Linked DNA regions of Arabidopsis thaliana: region 1 is linked to region 2. A link is a contact called in public capture Hi-C data. All regions are on one chromosome and are shown on one strand. The core of a region is the stretch at or near the end of the contact, and the rest is flanking DNA. Distances in the headings are between cores, read along the strand shown.

Region 1 (2,751 bases), core at 238-2,737, 150 kb after region 2:
GCATATATAGCTTTCACATTCGTCTGTAACTGGTCTTTCAGAAAAATTGACTCTATAGAGTCTACTAGCTATAGTTATGATTGTTCGCATGATTATATTATTAGTTAAAGTGGAGACAATCGTATTAATCGTGTGATAGCCGGCAGAAGAAAAAATAAATCGTTTTATCCGTTAAAATTATATATATTTTGTTTTACTGTATTTTTCTAGTTTTTAACTAAGTTTTATCTTTATATAAATAATTATAAATGTTTATATAATGTTTGATATACTTAAATAAATATTTTATCTAAACTTTGTTTGCGATTTGACATTTTTAACATTTTTGATAGATATTTATATATTTTCTATAATTTTAATTTTTAACTGTTTCTAAACCTTAATAATAATTAATAGATTGTGTGTGCGTTTTTTTCTTTATTTTATTAAAGAAGTAATAGAAATAATTCAAACATCACCATTCAATGATGGGTGTTTCAATGGAAGAAACTACCAAATCTAACCAATAAACGTTGGCATCTATTCACCTAAAAGTAAAAATTGTAGAGCCTATATTAGTCAAAGTGATCCATGCAGATAATTTATTAGTAGGTCTTTCGATATTAATGTTGATATATACTAGAGCCTATAGAAGTCAAAGTGATTCCATTAAGATAATTTATTAAGTAGGTATTTGGATATTAATATTAATTATCAGAATTATGTATGGAGCTACATAATGTGTAACCGCTCAGAAAACGCGGCGATTCGACCAAACTCTGTTACCACAATGTCTCCGCCACGCGATCACACTTTTGCGCTTGCATGCGAACGTTGAAATTCGAACCTCTCATCTCTCTATTTACCATTTTACCCTCTAGTAATTTCGTTTTCAAAATTTACTATCTCCAAATATTTTGGCAGTCCATTATTAATTGCCGAACATTAAACTGCGGTCTAGACAAAAACAAACGGCGGTCAGATATAAACAACTAACCAAAAAAATAAAATACTTGACTGGTTTTGGACATTTTCGTCGATGATGATCACGCGCTACGAATGAGAGCCAAAGACAAAGCTCAACGGGCTTCCATATATATTTCATATTTATTAGTAACTATTTTCCCCAAAAAAAAAAATATATATTATTAGTAACTACAAACAAACAAACAAAATGTATAAACCATGAAAATTAAAGATTTTAAAATTTTATAACTATACAAATAGTATGAGAAGCTTTGTTTATTTTTATAAACACATAATAACAGTTTGAAAAAATTACTTACCTAAATAAAGGTAATATTCTCGTAATTTACTAAAATAATTCATACAAAATATAAAAACAATTACAAAACTCTTCTTTTTTGGGCTCTTTACATCTTATTTATACTTTGAAAATTACGATATCCATTTAGAGAAAAATATAACATGCACGTCACAAATTTATTTATTTTTTGAAAAAAATTACACACAAAGAAAACGACAACTTCGTTCCTTGTTAATTGTTATGATCTCTCCGACCAAACCCAAGCAGCTTCTCCCTCTTAAATACCTCTTCCTTCTTCTAAGATCTCTGGACCATTCTGTACTTTCCCTCAAACCCAAAACACATTTTGTTTTTTGTTTCCCATCTAAAATGCGTATGAGTTGTAACGGATGTCGAGTTCTACGAAAAGGCTGCAGTGAAAACTGTAGCATAAGACCTTGTCTTCAATGGATCAAATCCGCTGAATCTCAAGCCAACGCCACCGTCTTCCTCGCCAAGTTTTATGGCCGTGCGGGGCTCATGAACCTCCTCAACACCGGTCCTGACCACCTCCGTCCTGGTATTCAAACTTCCCATGCATGTTATGTTTTTTGTTTGTTATGGTTAATTGCGAAGTTCTGGACGGAATCTCTCATACATCTTTTTAGGAAACGTAGGATCCTGTTTATTTTTCTAACATGCATCTAATAATTTGGTAATTTTGTTTGTTTTTGCAGCGATATTTAGATCATTGTTGTACGAAGCATGCGGGAGGATTGTGAATCCGATATACGGATCCGTGGGGTTATTGTGGTCAGGAAACTGGCATCTTTGTCAAGCGGCCGTTGAGGCAGTAATGAGAGGCTCACCCGTGACTCCGATCGCATGCGACGCAGCGGTTACTGGTCAAGCACCTCCTTTTAACAACAAGCTTTGCGACATAAGACACGTGTCAAGCAGGGACGAGAACGTTAAGAGACGGAGCCGTGGTGCATGCAAGGAAGAGAGAAACGTGAGGTCTTTGAGTCATGAGTCGTCACTGAGTCACGAGTCACCGGTGTCTTCTGAGGAGACGACGACGGAGGAACCAAAGACTTGGATCGGGCTTGAGCTGACTTTGGGGTTGGAGCCTTTAGCACGTGGAAATCACGTGGTGGTACCGATGAAGAAAAGAAAGTTAGAGAGGTGTGGCACGTCTGAGGATGAGGACACGTGTAAGATTGAGCTTGGACTGGTGTGCAGTGAGTGAATGGTTCTTTTTTTGTGGCTGGTCTTAATTACAAGTTTTGGTGTTGAGTTTTAGGTGTACAAATAGAGATTAACGAATCTCTCTTTTTTCTCTTTTTGAGTTTTATGTTTTGTTTTGTTTTCTTTTGCATGTTCGGTGTTCTTCATAAATATGTATGATGAATGATAAAGAGGTCTTAACTTAACAAATCTTGGTTCGGATCGACATAACAAACATTTCTTCTTTCCATTCTAAATTCTTGATTTTACTCATGTACTTAAACAAACGATGCAATTGA
Region 2 (3,078 bases), core at 344-2,843:
GTATTTGCTTCTCTCAATCTGAACTTTTTATATTTAACTTCTCAATCCTTATGGAGAGCTTCTTGACTGCACTCTCCGGTAGCCTTTCTTAACCATCCTCTCCGGTTTAGGAGCCATGTTTTTAATTTTCTTGGCCATGAACAATATGCCTCATTGTGTTTAGGTAGTGTGAGAAAATTGGAGCTTATGTGAACAAAACTTCTTATTATTTCAGTGGTATTCCCTATTGGACTACTTTTGTTTTTTTCATCTTTCCACTTACACTTTAATGGGAATGGGCTATGGGCTGATTTAGTCTCATGTTCAACACTACAAGCCCTAATCCTAATTCTTGTTATGAAATTCACCAAAATATTTGGACCAAAGAGCTGATCAAACCAAGTTTGTATCTGTTTCTAATCCTTTACTCGGTTCTAGGGAAATCGAGTTAATATTTGTTTCTATTTATTTGGGAAACTTTTCAGGCAATCAAGTCTAGGGAGAGAATTCTTGTTGATAAATTTTGGATAAATGACTCATTGATTAATTGAAGAATAAGTACAAACTATGGGTTAACATTAGTTGCATTTTTAGTGAATTTGTTCAAGAAACATCAACGACTTTTTCTCAATTTTCACTCTTGAAGAAATGGTCCTCAAACAAAAAAAAATGACCAAAGAGAGAAGTCATATTTTTAAAAGAGTCTACGGCTTCTGAGAACTATGGACAACGAAATTTGACTTATTCGCATATTACAGTCCTAAAAATATAAAAAAAATCCTAGATGATTATATAATAAACTTACAGTGAATAACATGAAAAGACCAAATCAAACGCCGCTAACTCTTTTGTTTAAATATGGGATGTTCTCGGGTTCAGTTTGAGCGATCGCATTGGATAATCCGACTTCACCAACGTAACCGAGTCGGTTCTTCCTTTCCTCCATTATCCCTTTGGTAGATTTGTAGTAGGTACCATACAATATTAACTGTACTAGTCCAAAAACACACCCAATCCCATTTGGTATAGCCAGGAATGGATCAAAAGGCACAAAGCCATAAATTGTCCAAACACCTGCGTTTAGAAAACCAACTACCGATAACAAAAACGGCATGAACTCCAAACTTTTTGTTTTTATTACCATTTTCATGACAGACAATGGAGAAGCATACATCATAGCGTTGAAAACGCAAGATACAATCCCAACGCTTATCGTCCGTTGATCGGTAGTGTGTTCGAGAGTTAAGACCAAAACCGCAAGGGTAGCCACAAACACAACTTGAACGGTTAAAACAGCGGATATTACCAACCGATGTTGTTGACGACCACAAAATACAAAAAAGATTGTAAGGAAAACGATTTCGATCGTGATTCCTATACCGCTTATTGTAACGAGCAAGGTGCTATCAGGATGAACCATAGGAAGTCCATAAAGAGCACGAACCAAACAGTTTAGGAGAGTCGCTAAATATGGCAATGGTGAGTATTTTTCCACTGACTTCTTTTTCACTATGTGTATAAACGTTGGCGTTGGCGATAGAAACAAACATAGAGAGATGAAGTTTCCTAATATACCAACAATCTTCCGAATAAGATTCAACTGTTCATGCACCATATTGTTATGATGAAGGGTAGTTATCTTGAAAGAAATATAAAAAGACAAAATAGAAGAAGAAGGCAAAAAGCAAATTTGAGTAAGATTGCTCGATAGAGTCATGGTGAGTAGTTCATTTTCATAGCGGACAACACGTGGAAACATTTTCCACGGGAGGAACAACACATGGATATATCAGAAGAAGTTAAACACACACACAAAAAAAGTCCAAACACATCGATCCACTACCAAGAACAAAAAACGTTGGACAATGGATATGAAAAATTTGGGTTGCGTAAAATATCTATAATATTCAATTTAATAGTATGCTTAGGGATATCAAAATGGGTAACCCAACTCAACTTAACTCATAATCAAATGAGTTTAAATGAGTTGGGTCAACCCATAACTCATTTAATTTAATGGGCTGAGTTGTTAAATGGATTAACCCATTTAAGTAATAATTTAATTAATTATTATTATAAAATAATAATAAATAATTATCATTATTAATTCATTATCATCAAACTTAGGATATTTACGGATTCCACTTTTTATTGGTTTACGTTTTTGGCGGGAAAATCACGGGTTTACGTTTTTGGCGGAAAAATTATAGGTTTACGTTTTTGGCGGAAAAATTATAGGTTTACGTTTTTGGCGGGAAAATTACCGCTTTACGTTTTTGGCGGGAAAATTACGGATTTACGTTTTTGACGGGAAATTCACGGGTTTACGTTTTTGGCGGGAAAATCACGGATTTACATTTTTGGCGGGAAAATCACGGGTTTATGTTTTTGGCGGGAAAATCACGGATTTACGTTTTTGGCGAGATAATCACGGGTTTACGTTTTTGGCGGGCAAAACACGGGTTTACGTTTTTGGCGGGAAAATCACGGGTTTACGTTTTTGGCGGGAAAATCACGGGTTTATGTTTTTGGCGGGAAAATCACGGATTTACGTTTTTGGCGGGAAAATCATGGGTTTACGTTTCTGGCGGGAAAATCACGGATTTATGTTTTTTGGTGAAAAAATTACGAGTTTACTTTTTCTCAATTTCATCGCTTGTATATTTAAGAAATTTGGAAAAATATTAATTTTATTAAATTGGTTTAGATGTGTTGGTTAAACTTAAATTGGCATTGATTTAGAGATTTTAGTTGGTTTAATTCAATTTTACAAAACTTGATAGTTTAATTGGGTAACCCATTGAAACCATTAACCATTACAACCCAACTCATTTTACTCATCAAACCAATTGACTCATCAAACCAATTGACTCATCAACTCATTTGACCAATCAACTCATTTGAGTCAAAAATTTTAACTCATTAGGGTTCATGGGTTGAGTTGAGTTGAGTTGACCCATGAATTTTGACCCATTTTGACACCTCTAAGTATGCTATTCATTTAGACTGGAGTCAGAAAATTCGAATAATCATAAATTTATGGAACATATATAATATTCTTAGTACAATATTCATTATTTTTGGGTGGATACTGATAAC

Evidence for each region. Capture Hi-C pulls out chosen DNA fragments and counts their contacts.
Region 1: a contact with region 2 is called in a capture Hi-C map of shoot, with 2.5 times the contacts expected there. A contact is called at or near these places in 4 of 26 Hi-C or Micro-C datasets (cotyledon, root and seedling) and 2 of 3 other capture datasets (root and shoot).

What each region holds. Positions count from the first base shown.
Region 1 is chr1:25,052,186-25,054,936 of TAIR10.1, forward strand. LBD40 (LOB domain-containing protein 40) reads left to right here and starts at 1,488. Exons shown (of 2, transcript NM_105380.5): 1 at 1,488-1,805; 2 at 1,963-2,679. The coding sequence starts at 1,616. The coding sequence ends at 2,474.
Region 2 is chr1:24,905,643-24,908,720 of TAIR10.1, forward strand. SWEET6 (Nodulin MtN3 family protein) reads right to left here and starts at 1,594. Exons shown (of 1, transcript NM_105348.1): 1 at 809-1,594. The coding sequence starts at 1,594. The coding sequence ends at 809.